Linked DNA regions of Sus scrofa: all the other regions are linked to region 2. The links are chromatin contacts, called in public promoter capture Hi-C maps. All regions are on one chromosome and are shown on one strand. Each heading gives the region's core, a stretch centred on a gene start, on an enhancer-like site or on the middle of the called end of the contact. The rest is flanking DNA. Distances are from core to core; before and after follow the strand shown.

What was found. Promoter capture Hi-C pulls out the DNA fragments that hold promoters and counts their contacts.
Region 1: a contact with region 2 is called in a promoter capture Hi-C map of fetal liver, with 3 times the contacts expected there. The contact joins the promoter of LOC100153598 here to the promoter of NISCH in region 2. A contact is called at or near these places in 1 of 5 promoter capture datasets (fetal liver) and 1 of 2 datasets of contacts at active chromatin or transcription factors (skeletal muscle).
Region 3: a contact with region 2 is called in a promoter capture Hi-C map of liver, with 3 times the contacts expected there. The contact joins the promoter of POC1A here to the promoter of NISCH in region 2. A contact is called at or near these places in 1 of 5 promoter capture datasets (liver) and 1 of 47 Hi-C or Micro-C datasets (embryonic fibroblasts).

What each region holds. Positions count from the first base shown.
Region 1 is chr13:35,014,747-35,019,382 of Sscrofa11.1, forward strand. LOC100153598 (store-operated calcium entry regulator STIMATE) reads right to left here and starts at 3,064. Exons shown (of 10, transcript XM_021068951.1): 1 at 2,773-3,064. The coding sequence starts at 2,932.
Region 2 is chr13:34,594,138-34,598,780 of Sscrofa11.1, forward strand. It overlaps NISCH (nischarin), which reads left to right and starts at 1,651. Exons shown (of 21, transcript XM_001925354.5): 1 at 1,651-1,887; 2 at 3,958-4,041. The coding sequence starts at 1,792. TNNC1 (troponin C1, slow skeletal and cardiac type) reads right to left here and starts at 183. Exons shown (of 6, transcript NM_001130243.1): 1 at 151-183. The coding sequence starts at 174.
Region 3 is chr13:34,306,780-34,311,590 of Sscrofa11.1, forward strand. POC1A (POC1 centriolar protein homolog A) reads right to left here and starts at 1,317. Exons shown (of 11, transcript XM_021068878.1): 1 at 922-1,317.

The sequences.
Region 1 (4,636 bases), core at 1,814-4,313, 420 kb after region 2:
GCCGAGCAGCTTGCAGGTGCACTTCCTTGAGATCAGCTCCACCCCCTTTCCTTTTTCCCAGCAAAGTCCATTCCAAAATGTAAACTCCTTAAGAGATTTCCTCCCCTTCCCAGCCTTGCAAAATGGAAAAGCTCCACAGTTCTACTTCAATAGAAGCAACAAGTCTGAGATAAGAAAGGTCCTTCCCTTGGTCCCAGTCAGTGAGACTCTCTTTGGGCAGCCATCTGCTTGTAGGTGGGGGAATAGGGCTCTCGATTCATGTCCATGCCTATGGCAAGGGAAGACACATTCTAGCCTTTCCAGCTCTTCCCCTCATCACCCCTATTCTTCATTGTCCCAGAACCCATTACCACAAGCTCTCTCCATGTCTAGCCTAACACTGAGTGAGACACTGCTTCCTAGTCCCACCTTTGTATAGAGAAAATACCAACTACAGTGGGATTTGCACTTGTGCTCACTAAAGATTAAGTAAATAAGTGACTGTGTCCCTCAAGACCTGCAGGGCCAGCACCGGTACTCTGAACACATTCAACCCTGCACACTTCTCAGCTCTGAGCAACTCTGCCCTGTCATAATCACATTTCCCTCTGTGAGTCGCAAGTATCAAATCCGGGGGAACAAGTGGGACCATCAGCATCAATTAATCCCATGAAAACAGCCAGGGCTCTGCTAAGAAATCTTAGGTTAGGGAACAACATAAAACCTAAGCCTGGAGTTCCTTCAGAGAGAAAGGAAGGCCAGCAGGAGCAGAAAGAAGTGGAAAGGGGAGTGCAGACCCACGTACAATGTCTTAAACGCACATATATACAATTCATGTGCCCAAGTCAACAGCTGATTTTGGCTAAGTCATCAGAAATTATTACTGTGGGAACAAGTGGCTATTTGTTCAACAGGGAAAACAGCAAGACAAGTAGAGACTGAAAAGCAGAGAAAGAGTAGCAAACATATACAGTCTGGGACTTGCTGCAAGACTTATGAAGGCCGGACGACCAGAAAAAAAAAAAGTGGTGTTCAAGAACAGCCTCTTCAGGAGTTCCCATTGTGGTGCAGTGGTTAGCAAATCCGACTAGGAACCATGAGGTTGCGGGTTCGATCCCTGGCCTTGCTCAGTGGGTTAATGATCCGGCGTTGCCATGAGCTGTGGTGTAGATTGCAGATGTGGCTCGGATCCCGCATTGCTGTGGCTCTGGCGTAGGCCGGTAGCTACAGCTCTGATTAGACCCCTAGCCTGGGAACCTCCACATGTCGCGGGAGCGGCCCAAGAAATGGCAAAAAGACAAAAAAAAAAAAAAAAAAAAAAAGAAGAAGAGCCTCTTCAAGAGTTCCTGTCGTGGCTCAGTGGTTAACTAGTAACCATGAAGATGTGGGTTCGATCCCTGGCCTAGCTCAGTGCGTTAAGGATCTGGTGCTCCTGGGGCTGTTGTGTAGGCCAGTGGCTGCAGCTCCGATTCAACCCCTAGCCTGGGAACCTCCATATGCTGCAGGTGTGGCTCTAAAAAGACAAAAAACAAAACAAACAAACAAAAAACCCCAGTCTCTTCAGGGTTATCTAAAGCCTGGGAGAATTCACCCAAATAAACCCTGCATCATAAACAAGCAAAGCTGCAACTCTGGCAACTGGACGCTACATGACACAAGCACACACCACCAGAATCCTTCCCAGATGCCAAGGAGCATACTTTCTGCAGGAACTTCCCACTCTGCCCACGTGAACACAGTGGGGAAGTTTTGAGAACAAGTCATTTTGGAATTAATGCTTCTGTAAATATTTATGACCCCTCCTTCCTCAAAAATGCAATCATAAGGGCACTAGACTTCTTGTTACTTTAATAAAGGATATGCATTAAGAAAACAATATAATCCCTCACCACATGGCATACATGACATGCTGGAACTTCTAGTTTTCCAAAGGCAATCTGGGACTTTCTTCCCCCTCACGAAACTCTGAAGGAAGGTCCCCTGGTGACTTAGCACAGGGATTCCAAGACCTCCTCAGACCCTGAATCTGTTTCTCCATTAAGCTCCTAAGTTGCCCAGGTCTCTAGGAAAGGAAGGATACTTGAAATGCAAATAAAGGTGGATTGGGAGAGAGAAGAGCCAGGGGAGACTTGAGATGTAACTTAATTAGCAAAGCTTGGGACATATATGAAACAGGTGGGCCTCTTCAGGGAAAGGAGAGGAAAAAGGAGATGTGGGGAAGAAGGCAGTATGGGTGAGTCCTACTCTGACAGAAACAGAAAATTAATCTCGGTGACAGGGGCCGGGAGGGGGCGAGAGCCCTTCTGGAAACGGATTGCGGGGGGCCTAACAAGCCAGGGGCCCACCAGGTGCAAACCGGAGAGATTAAGTCTTGGAGAAGTGAAGGTGAAGGAAAAGACTCATTATCAGACTGGAGATTTAGGGATGAGGATTCAAAGCGCGAAGGAGAGGCTAAGATGAACCTATAAGAGGGGGCAGAAAGGAATATGCCACCCGGGGGTCATGGCCGCAGGCTGGAAATTGGAGTAGCTTTAATTCGCACTGACACGGTTGAGGGGGTCACCTCTGGCTAGAGGCTGCTGCGATAAGGCGAGGGACTCAGGACCTGGGTCGGGGGCAAGAGCTCCCCTTCGCCTGGGAATGCCCAGCCTTGGGCTCGCGGGAAGAGGGCACCTCCACCAAGGGCCCAGGACCCCAAGGCCTGAAATCCTCAGGCAGGAACGCCCCCGAGGCCGGGCTGAACCCGCGGCTCGCGGCGCAGGGTCTGAGGAGGGGCGGGGGTCCCGGACTCACGCAACAACGTGCTGAAGGCCACGACGCCGAGCAGCCCCTGCAGGAAAATGCCGAAACTGTGCATGAGTGCGCCGCTCTCGCAGCGGCCCGCCCCGGACGCGACGGTGGAGGGCGGCCCGCCTGGCAGTGCGCGGCTCGTGTTCCCGGCAGGGCCCTGCATGGCGACCCTGGCGAGGGGCGCAGGGCGCCGCAGCCCGCCCGCCCGGCCTCGCTGCCTGCGGGGTCCGCGACGCCCAACCCAGACTCCAAAGCTGGGAGCCGGTACCTACGCCCCGCCGCGGACTCGGCGCGGCGCGTAACCCGACGTCTGAGATCGCAGCGTCTGATTGGCCAGGCCCAGCGTTGGGGCGGGCTCTGGCTGCTTCAGCTCCCCCCCCCCCAGGGGTGGGGATCCAGCCGGCGAGGGGGCGGGGTCGCGGGTCTCCACCACAGGTGGAACCCTGTGAGCTGGGCTGCCACAACCCAGTTGAGAGCCCCGCCCCGGCTCCGAGTTCCAGGTCGGGAGGGTTGGAGCAGGGAAGATCTGTGGCTAAACTTTTTCTCCTCCAAGATAAACTCATTCCCTGAAGAATTTATTTAAAAATACTCCTGGATTCCACCCTCAGATTCCAATTCAGTTATTCTGAGATCGCGGGCAATAATTTGCATTATCGGCAAATAGCCTGGATTATTCTGAAGCAGGTCATTGAGTAAACAATCTGACTATGCACACAAATATATTCCTTTCAGCCTAGACGTTTGGCGTCTTTGCTGGGATCAATACCCTGGCCAAAGGCTCATCTTAGATTGATTAACCAAGCCCCAAGTCGACTCCCCCCCCAAAAAAACCCGTAATTTAAACTATTTAAATTTTAATCCAGTTGCCTTTATACATGCATGTGAACATATCCCCTTCTTGTTCATTTTGAACGTGATTCACAAAAGAAAACCAAGTTGCTGGACTTTTTCTCCAGAGCCTCCCTCCACACACGCATATATTTACTTACACCTACCTAACTCTGACTTCTTGGAACCTGCACTCTGCCTCTTCCAGGGCCTCTAATCCCTCTCCACTTTACCTACCCTCTCAGCCCTCTCTGTCTTTGCTCCCACACCTCTTGTTGGTGCTCTCCAGTGCCTGATCTTCCTGCTGATCGACTTAATACCAGTGTATGGTTAGTATTATTCCAGTAGACATTGTGGTACATTTGTTGAACATTAAACACTGTATCGAGGGAAATTTTCCCTAAAGATAGCCACAAGAAATTCCAATTACAAGAGTTCCTGCTGTGGCACAGCAGAAACGAATCCGACAACCAGGAAGTTGTGGGTTCGACCCCTGGCCTTGCTCAGTGGGTTAAGGATCTAGCGTTGCTGTGAGCTCAGGTGTAGGTCGTAGACGTGGCTGGTATCCCGCGTTACTGTGGCTGGCAGCTACAGCTCCGATTAAACCCCTAGCCTGGGAATCTCCATATGCCATGGGTGCAGCCCTAAAAAAAAAAAAAAAAAAGAAAAAAAGAAAGAAATTACAATTACATAAAAGGGTTAAATGCTATCCAAAAGCCTTCTTGGTTAATAGGAATTTTTTTTTTTTTTTTTTTTTTTTTTGTCTTTTTGCCTTTTCTAGGGCCACTCCCACGGCATCTGGAGGTTCCCAGGCTAGGGCTCTAATCGAAGCTGTAGCTGCTGGCCTACGCCACAGCCACAGCAAGGAGGGATCCGAGAGCTGCATCTGCGACCTATAACACAGCTCATGGTGACGCCTGATCCTTAACCCACTGAGCAAGGCCAGGGATCGAAACTGCAACCTCATGGTTCCTAGTCGGATTCGTTAACCACTGAACCAGGAGGGGAACTCCAGTTAATGGGAATATTAACTTGATTT
Region 2 (4,643 bases), core at 401-2,900:
GCCCCACCAGCCCCTGAGGGCCTGGGTTGAAAGTACGTGGTCCCTCTCCTGGATTCCCACCATCTCCTTCAGGTGACCTTGCCCCCATCATGAGCTGAATGAGCCCCCTGTGGGCCCGCCACCCCAGCCCTGCCCAGGCCCATCCCTCACCGCAGCCTTGTAGATGTCATCCATACTGGCGGCTCACAGGGCAGGCTGCTGAGGTTGCCAGCAGCGGCCCTCGGCTTAAATAGCCCTGCCCCGCCACATTCCCGGCCCAGCCCACCCCTGCCTGCCGTATCCTCCACTCCCTCCCCTGGACCTGGTGATCTCACACTGGCCTGAGTCCCTGTGTCCTCCGCCCAGGGCAAGGAGAAGATGAAGGGCTATAAGGACCAGGTCTCTCTCCCTCTGTCCTCCATCTCCCCAGGGACTCTCCAGAAAAGTTTTTTGAAAAAATGAAAACATAAGCCCAGGACAGACGGGAGCTGTGTACAGGGGCCTCGCCTGGGGCCCACTATACTGCAGCTCCTGTCTGCCCCGGAGGTGAGGCCCCTATACACAGCAGCTCAACCCCTATCCAATCAAGGGAATAGGTGAGGCTCCTGGAAGGACTTGCTTGAGGTCTGGCTGACGTGGCAGCTCCTAACTTAGGTTAAACCTCTCTGGAGCAGGGGCAACACTATGTAAGGAGAGGGTGGGAGAGCAGAACCCTCAGAGAAGCCTCGAATGCCAAGTTCAGAGTACGGTGCTGTGGTACTAGTGGAGAAGGAAGGCACTGACCTACCTCAGGAGAGTATGGGCTGGAGCCTTTCTGCCAAGGGTGCCAGAGAAGCCCTGCCTGAGACCTCTCATCTCCCCAGGGAGAGAAGTACTAGCTCTGGGCTTGACTGCATTCAATCAATCATTCAACAAACTCACCCTCACAGATGCCCCATCTGTGTAAGACTGTTCCCCTGAAGTTGGTTTACCACCTCTCTCTTCTAGATCTGGGTCTTCCCCTGGGTTAAGGCTCCTTCTCTGCCTGTGCTCCAGTACTGCAGTTCCTGGGTCCAGAGCCAATCTATCGCCCCCTCATTTTGAGCTCTAGTAGAACACCAGCGGGGGTCTTGTGCCAGATGGCCAGCACATAGCCATTGCTTCCACCTAACTCAACACCTTCTCGCAGAACTCACACCAGCTCCCTGCCTTGCCTGCCAGGCGTTTGCGTGGACTAGCCCACTCAGTTCTCTGGAAGCCCATGTGACATAGATCTGAGTCTTGGAGAGGTTAAGAACTGACACAATTATTCTGTCCTGCTTGCATTCTAAGCCCCAATTTTTCTTCTCCTTTAGCCTTCTTGTGCTCAACTGGGAATGAGCCCAAGAGGAAGGTGAGAGGTAACCACTGCCTCTTTTCTGGAGAAGGAAACTGAGACCAAGCGAAGCAGTGACTCGCTTCAGGTACGCCGGAAGGTGCGGGGCCATTGGTCCTTCCTTCCTGGGCACTGACTGGCAATTCCCAGAGCAGTTCCCGCCCGGAGCCTCAGTTTCTCCCCCGCTGCTAGGAGCGCGGCGGGCGGGGCCAGGCAGGTACAGATTACGCAAGTGGACCTTCCCGGGCAGCCTGCGCACGCGCGCCATTGGCAGCTGCTGTCAATTACGCGCGAGGGGCGGAGCTGGGCGGGGCGCGAGGAGGCGGCCGGTCCAAGATGGCTGCTTGGTGAGCAGCGTGGGGCGGGGGGCGGGGGCCGTCGGGGGGCGGTGGGACGCTGACCCCGCCCCCTGCTGCTGCCAGTCTGCTCCGGGCGGCGGCGGCGACCGAGCCCGGAACATGGCGGCCGCGGCGCGCAGCTTCGGGCCCGAACCGGAGGCCGAGCCGGCCAAGGAGGCTCGCGTCGTGGGCTCTGAGCTCGTGGACACGTATACGGTGTGCCGAGGGCCCCGGTGCCTGAACTAGGGGTGGCGGCTGGAACCCGATTTCAGAGTTGGGAGGTTGGGGAGGGAATCTGGGCCCAGCATCTGAAGAGGAGGAGGTGGGGGACTGCGATTTTGAAGTGGGGACCTGGAATAGCGGAATCTGGGGAAGGACCCTGGGCCCTGCAGGTAGGGAAAGAGGGTCCTGGGGTGGGGCCCAGGGAGGGGGCCTGGGAAGTGTACGCGTTTAGAAAAGCAGGATAGGGTTGGGGAAAGATTAGAGGATAAAGGGGGTCTGCGGAAGACAGGAGTCGGGTTGAGGCGGCGGTCCCTCTAGATCTTCTAGGCCTTGAGAGGCGCCGGCCTGGGAGGACGTGACAAGGGGTCTGGAAGGAGGGGAATTAGGGAAAGGGTCTCTGATGGATGAAATCTGCAGAAAGGGTCAGGGCCCTGCGGGCGGGGGCGGAGGAGACGGGGCCTTGACGTGGGAGGCCTGAGGTTGCAGTTGAGATTTGCTCTAAAAGTGAAGGGGGGCTCAGGTTCCTTGGGGCTCTGGCAGAAACAAGAATGGGGTAAGGGTGGAGCCTAGACACCGGCAATTGAAGGGGTGGCTCAGGGCTGAAAGCTTAAAACCGGGGAACCTTAGGGATCTTCATGGCTTTGGATTATGGGGGTGAGTTGGTGCTGTAAACTGCCCACGCACACTTCAGAGCTACGGGGGTGATGGAGGACAGCAAAGGGGGCAGGTTCCAGACTGTGATGAGTTGGAGGCCCTCCTGGGTCTGGATGGGATTGGGCACCTGGCCTACAGGCCAGGTTGGCTGCCTGGCAGGGACTGAGCATCTGAGCACCTCCCAGACTCCTGTCTTTTGTTCCTGGAAGGTGGGAAGTATGTGGGGGGCTTTGGCCCTGCCTTCGCCCCATCCTTTTGGACCTCATCCTAACCCTCCTCCAGGGTCATTCTTTCCTGTACTGGAGGGAGGGGATGGAAACTGCCAGGCTGGGTAGAGAGGCTGGGGACTAATTCTGTAGCAACAGGCAGGCCCTGGAGAAATGGCTGCTCCTCCATGGATGCTTAGGCTGAGTTGATTACTTTCTCCTCCCCCTTCCCTGCTTGCTTCAGGGAGGGGCGGGACCCTAGGACCAGGGGTCCTCATCCAGGTGAAAGTTGAGGTCTCTGAGTTGATGCCTGGCCGGCAGTCATGCAGCCACTGCATTCAGCTGGAGGATAAGCTCCAGAAAGCTCTCCTTATTCCGCAGGGCTGAGTCCCTCCTCTGAATGGTTGTCAGGGAGATGGTGACCTAGACTGACCATACCGTTTTGTGTCCTTTTGTCCGGGTATGCTGAGTTGAATATTAATGCACCTACCTTTGGTTGAACACTTGCTACATGTCAGGCCTTATATAAAGCATTTTGAATGCATTATCTTATTTGATTCTTAAATCGACCAGATTTTAAGATGGAGGAACTGAAGCTCAGGGAGAACTTAGGCTCTCAGCCACTTACGTAAGTGACATACATAAACCATAGCCAAGAAATGCCAGAACCTGATTCTGAACCCAGATCTTCCTTGACTCCAAGACCCGTTTCTTTTCTGTTAGGGCTTGATTGTCTATCACCATTCTCTGCCGCCCTCCCCTCAGCTTCTTAGTGCCTTGACTCCTAGCTCAGCAGCAGAAATAACAGCCATGAACATGAATCCACAGCTGAGAGCACTGGAAAAGGACTTGCTTCCAGGATATACGCAGAGCACCTGGGAAAGAATTATAGCAGAAAAGCTGGTGCTGCCAAACCTGACCCTGTTTTGTCTCCCTTAGAGGAAATGGCCTTCTTTGCCTGCAGCACAGATTGGATTGGGCTTTGAATTACATGGAAGTTGGAGTTAAAAAACAAAAGAGATGGCTCAGTATAATGGCCATCTTTTCCGTCCCTCACTGTTGGATAGAACTCACATTTATCTAATGTGCCTGCCAGATCCAGTTCTAGGGCTGTGGAAGAGGCTGAGAGGGAGCCCTGCTTCTCAGTAGGGGTCAGGGACTTCTTGTTGCTAGCTAGGCAAGGGCTATCGGTTTTCCCTTTTAGGTTTACATCATCCAAGTCACTGATGGGAGCCATGAATGGACAGTCAAGCACCGCTACAGTGATTTCCATGACCTACATGAAAAGGTAATCCTTGAGAACTGGGGTCCTGTGTCTGAGGCCTTGGGGGGCTTCTAGGCCAAGTTCCCATTGTGCCATGCATTGGTTTTAGGGCAAAACAGGCTCCGTGCCAGTTACATTAAACAGTTTATTAATGTAACTGAAAAAAAACCCCAAAAAACCTGTTAGATCCTGGGAGTCCAACCCTTGCATGAGGCAGTGCTCAAAGAACAAATTTTAACTTCAGTTTTAAGACTGCCAGTCCTAGTTTGGATGTGAGGTGCCAGGACAGCTTCCTGGGGAGGGAACAGGTTTGAACTTGTTCCACCTGACTATACCTATTCGAGAACGTGTGCTTTAATATCTGGCTGTGATTCCATTTCTTCGTTTGTTTTTGGCAAGAGCTGCCTTTTTCTGGGTTGTTTGCATCACGAGTGTCTTAAAGATAGGCCACCGCTCTGATTGGGTTTCTTTCTGGCTTGGAAAAGATGGTGATTTTAGAGACCCACAGGTATTATTTTTCCTGAATGTCTCCAAGATGGAGCTCCTCTTTCCGAATTCAATGGGTGTTGCTAGTGCTAATTGAACTTGCTGACAGATCCCAGGTGCACTAGTTGGTTCACTAATCC
Region 3 (4,811 bases), core at 67-2,566, 290 kb before region 2:
AGCCAGAGCAAGGCCACTGCCACTCCAAAAAGCTGTAACCAGAACAAAGGCTCCCATGGCCCCATGCCCAGCTCCACCCCAACACACCTGCCAGAATCCTTTCAACAAGAGAGGGAAAAGCACAACAGGTGGGCCCAGAACAGAGCAGTAACTGCTCCACCTGAGCTTCTTGGAAAAACAAAGGTAACATAGTGCCCATCTCTAGAGGCAAGTTCAGATCCACCCTTAACCAGGGGACCCATGAAATCTTCCAACACCCTCTCTTCCATTCCTGCAACTTGCTGGTTCCTCGTCTCCCCCAAAGGGGTTTATATTTTGGGGTAGGGGAAAGAACATCAAATTAGGGTTCAAAAGGCCTGGTTCCTAAGGAAGCCAACAGGCCACCATCCAGCCACCTTGACTCTCAACCCAAGCCAGAGGACCAAGCAGGTTGAGGTTCAAAACAACCTCTCAAAAACAGGGGCTTCGGAGTGCTCCCCTCTGGCCTCCGAGAGGGCATCCTGGTTCAAGTTACACCGCAGGCCTAGGCCGTCCTGGGCATCCTGGGGCCTGCTGTTCCCACACGTCGTAACAGGGTGCACCCTCAACAAGCCCCCATTCAGCTACCCACTGCTCAGGAAAACAAGACTGAAGCCACACAGGCCCGGCGCTGATCCCAGGTCAGACGTCCCAGTCGGGCAGTACTAATGTCTCCTCCGCGGAGATACAAATCCTAAGAATAGAGACTGGTTCGTTAGCCCTGGCAACCGGCACAGGGCCTGGCTCGCAGGAGGCGTTCGCTAGATGCCCCGACCCATCGCACCCTGCACAGACTGTAAACTAGGGCAGGAGAGGACCGCACGGAGCCCTGCGCCCGGCCAGGCGCCCACTGTCCTCGTGGGGAGACTAAGGCCCGGGCGGCAGCCGCTGGCAGGAACTTACCGGGTAGGGCGATGCCATGGCGGGGCTGGGAGCGCCCAAGGCGCCGGAGGAAGCAGCGGCTGCCGTTGAGGCGCGTTCAGTTTCCGCGCCCCCAACCGCCGCCAATAGCAACGCGGGTCGCTTGGCCCCGCCCCGCCCACCGCAATTAAAGGAGACTGGGCGCCTCGGCTTTTTGCACCCGGGACCGGAAGGAGAGTTGACCGAGTCCACTGTCTCCGCGTCCAGCACCACCAAGCCAGGCAGCCTACGGACGGCGTCGCTAAAGGCCTGTGTCCACCGTCGCTCATTCCCCCTGAGAAATTAAAAAGCCCAGGATGAAGTGTTCGCCCCGCCGACGGGTAGTCCGGTTAAGGCTAAGGCGAACACAGCCTTCTGGGAAATGCAGTTCCTCGATTCCCGCATCCTCCTGTCGGGAGGAAGGTGGGACTACATTTCCCAAGATGCCCTAAGGCCTGATTAACCAACGAAAGAGAACCTTTTAGGATCCCGGAGATGGAGGTACTTGGCTCATTGTATCTGCGTCCTTTTTTTTTTTTTTCTTTTTTTTTTCCCGTGGGCGCGGCGCCTGGCACTTGGAAGTTTTTGGGCCAGGGATAGAACAAGGCCACAACAGCGACCCAAGCCGCTGCAGTGTCTACGCAGGATCCTTAACCCTCTGCCGCAAGAGAGCGCCGTGTCTGTGTCCTCTTAAAGCGCTCGGATGGCCGGCTTTTCTCTCAGTACCCCATTTACAGCCAGTTATTCACTCTTTGGGAATTCTTTAAGTGGTTCACTCCTCTGAACGCGCTTAAAACAAGTGTCGATTTAAAAGAACACAAATCGAGTTCCCCCGTGGCGCAGTGGAAACGAATCCGACTAGGAACCATGCATGGGGTTGTGGGGTCGATCCCTGGCCTTGCTCAGTGGGTTAAGGATCTGGCTTTGCCCTGAGCTGTGGTATGGGCTCCAGATGCTGCTCGCTTCCTATGTCTGTGGCTGAGGTGTAGGCCGGCAGCTGTAGCTCCTATTAAACCCCCCAGCCTGGGAACATCCATATGATGCAAATGCGGCCCTAAGGAACAAAAAATAAAAATAAAAGAACACAAATAACTCGGAATCACATCCATGGAGTGGAGAGGCCTGGGTTCTATTCCCAGTTCTTGCCTTGATTGGCTGTATGACCTCAGGAAAAATAACACTGCTCCGAGGCCCTGTTTCCACATTAGTAATATAGGAAAGGGTGAAGGCAGCCTGGCTCTCTCTTCTCCTGAGAAGCCTCTTGTAAACTACATGTAAATTATGTGTGTGTTTAAAAGAGGAGACAATCCAGAGGTCTGGCCACCAGAGGCCATCCTTGCTCACTTTTCTGCTGTCCCTCCACCTTTCTTCTATCCTGCCTAACTCTGGGCATCTTCCCAACCTGGATCTGATCTGAACTGGACATTTTTGCAAGATTTGGGATCCTTCCATCACCTACCCAGGCTAGATTGGCTACTAAGATCTGGCCAGGCCCTTAGGTTTCTCACTACATACTGAGACCTAAGATGATGTCCCTGAACCAGCAAACCAGAGCCCCGTTGAGTGAACTCAGAGACTGGCAGTGGAGGGACCTAGCATGTAGAGGGGTGAGCCTCTTCTTTGGACCTGGAAGGTCTAGGGCCAGACACAAGAAATAGATACATTTAATCCATCTTCACTGTAATTTGGCTTAAAATTGGTTCCTGTATGTTAAAAATGTTCAGGCTAACTTAAGTTACACACTACGAAATTCTCCTTAAAACTAGCATCACTTATACATACCCAGAGATTGTTCAGCACTGTTCAAATGGCCATTTGCAAGCTTTCCCACCAATGTTTGCATCTTATTCAGCTGTTCTCTGGCATACTGGCAAAACATTTAAAGTGAGAAAGCTAAGGAAGAAAAAAATCAAATTTAAAAAAAAAAAAAAAAAAGGAGTTCCCGTGTGGCTCAGTAGGTTAAGAATCAGATTAATATCCATGAGGATTCGGGTTCGATCCCTGACCTTGCTCAGTGGGTTAAAGGACCCAGTGTTGCTGTGAGCTGCAGTAGAGGTCAAAGACGTGGCTTAGATCTGACGTTGCTGTGACTGTGGCATAGGCCAGCAGCTATAGCTCTGATTCAACCCTTACCCTGAGAACTTCCATATGCCACAGGTGTGGCCTCTAAAAAAAAAAAAAAAAAAAAAAAAGGATCTATTACATATAAGTATTACATATAAGTGTTCATTTAGTCTTCTTGGGTAGTGTTTTTTATTCTTTTTTGTTTTTGTTGAATTTGGCTATGTAACACTTCTGGTCTACAGGAGTTCAAAATCTACAAAATTGAATTTATGAAAACCTTCTGGAAAATGATTTTCAAGTATCAGATTTGCTCAAAATGAGAGGCACTGGAAGATTTTACTCAACCTCCTTGGTCTTTTCAGATCCCTCTGTCTACTATCCTTACCCCTCAGGGAGGAGGAGCTGGGGATGCCCTACCCCCTCTTGCTCATTAACTAGCCATAAAAATGCAAAGAGGTTGACTCTGCCAAAACCACATAGACAACCCAGGATTCATCACTGGCACAGCCTGCATAAGCGAGGATTGGTGCCTCCATGTTCTGACTGAGCAGTCCCCACCCCATGCTACCTCTACCAGACTGAATTTCATTTCTTTTTTTTCTTTTTCTTTTTTTTTTTTTTTGTCTTTTTGCCATTTCTTGGGCCACTCCCGCGGCATATGGAGGTTCCCAGGCTAGGGGTCAAATCAGAGCTGTAGCCACTGGCCTACGCCAGAGCCACAGCAACGCAGGATCCGAGTCGCATCTGCAACCTACACCACAGCTCACGGCAACACCGGATCCTTAACCCACTGAGTAAGGGCGGGGACCGAACCCGCAACCTCATGGTTCCTAGTCAGATTCGTTAACCACTGCACCACGACGGGAACTCCTGAACTTCATTTCTGATGGGGGCCTCTGTGGGAGGGGGGTGCTCAATGTTGGAATATCCTTTTTTTTTTGTCTTTTTGCCATTTCTAGAGCTGCACTCATGGCATATGGAGGTTCCCAGGCTAGGGGTCTAATCGGAGCTGTAGCTGTCGGCTTATGCCAGAGCCACAGCAACTCGGGATCCAAGCTGCATCTGCGACCTACACCACAGCTCATGGCATCGCCAGATCCTTAACCCACTGAGCAAGGCCAGGGATCAAACCCACAACCTCATGGTTCCTAGTTGGATTTGTTAACCACTGAGCCATGACGGGAACTCCAGAATATCCTTAATGTTGGGGGGACCTCCATGTCAAGGGAGCTCAAAGAGAGCTTCTTCAAGCCCCACTGTGGCAGAGATGTCTCTGTTCTGGTACACAGGGCCTCCTGTAAGAGCCCCTCACCCTGTCATCCCTCCCAGACTCCCTGCCCAAGGGCCAAGGTTACCCCAAGGTGGGGCAGAGAAAGAAGAAAAGGCTTGAATCACACCCACCCACCTGGCCTAGCCCAACCTGTACCTGGAAAACCCCATCAATGCACCTGCCAGAGGCATAGGTTTGAAACTCTGGGGAAGGCAGCTCAGGGCTTGTCCCAGGGTTGGGCAGATCTAAGGATGAGTCCAGGCCCTGCCACCTCTGAGCCGGGTGATCTAGCAGGATTCACACCACTTCTTCATGCCTCTGCGTCTTCAGTTGTAAAATAATCATAATAATATACCGGTCAATGAGGGAAGAGGGAAGACTCCACGAGCTATGAATTCATGTCAGAGCTCAATGTTGAGGTGTCACCATATACATACATGTGACTTCTCACTACAACCTCGGCCACTTCATGTACCCCCTCTGCTCCAGTGATCTGCCTAACACCCTTCTGCCTCTGCTCCCATCACGCTCCCCTGGCTTTCCCTGTTCCAGCCGCAAT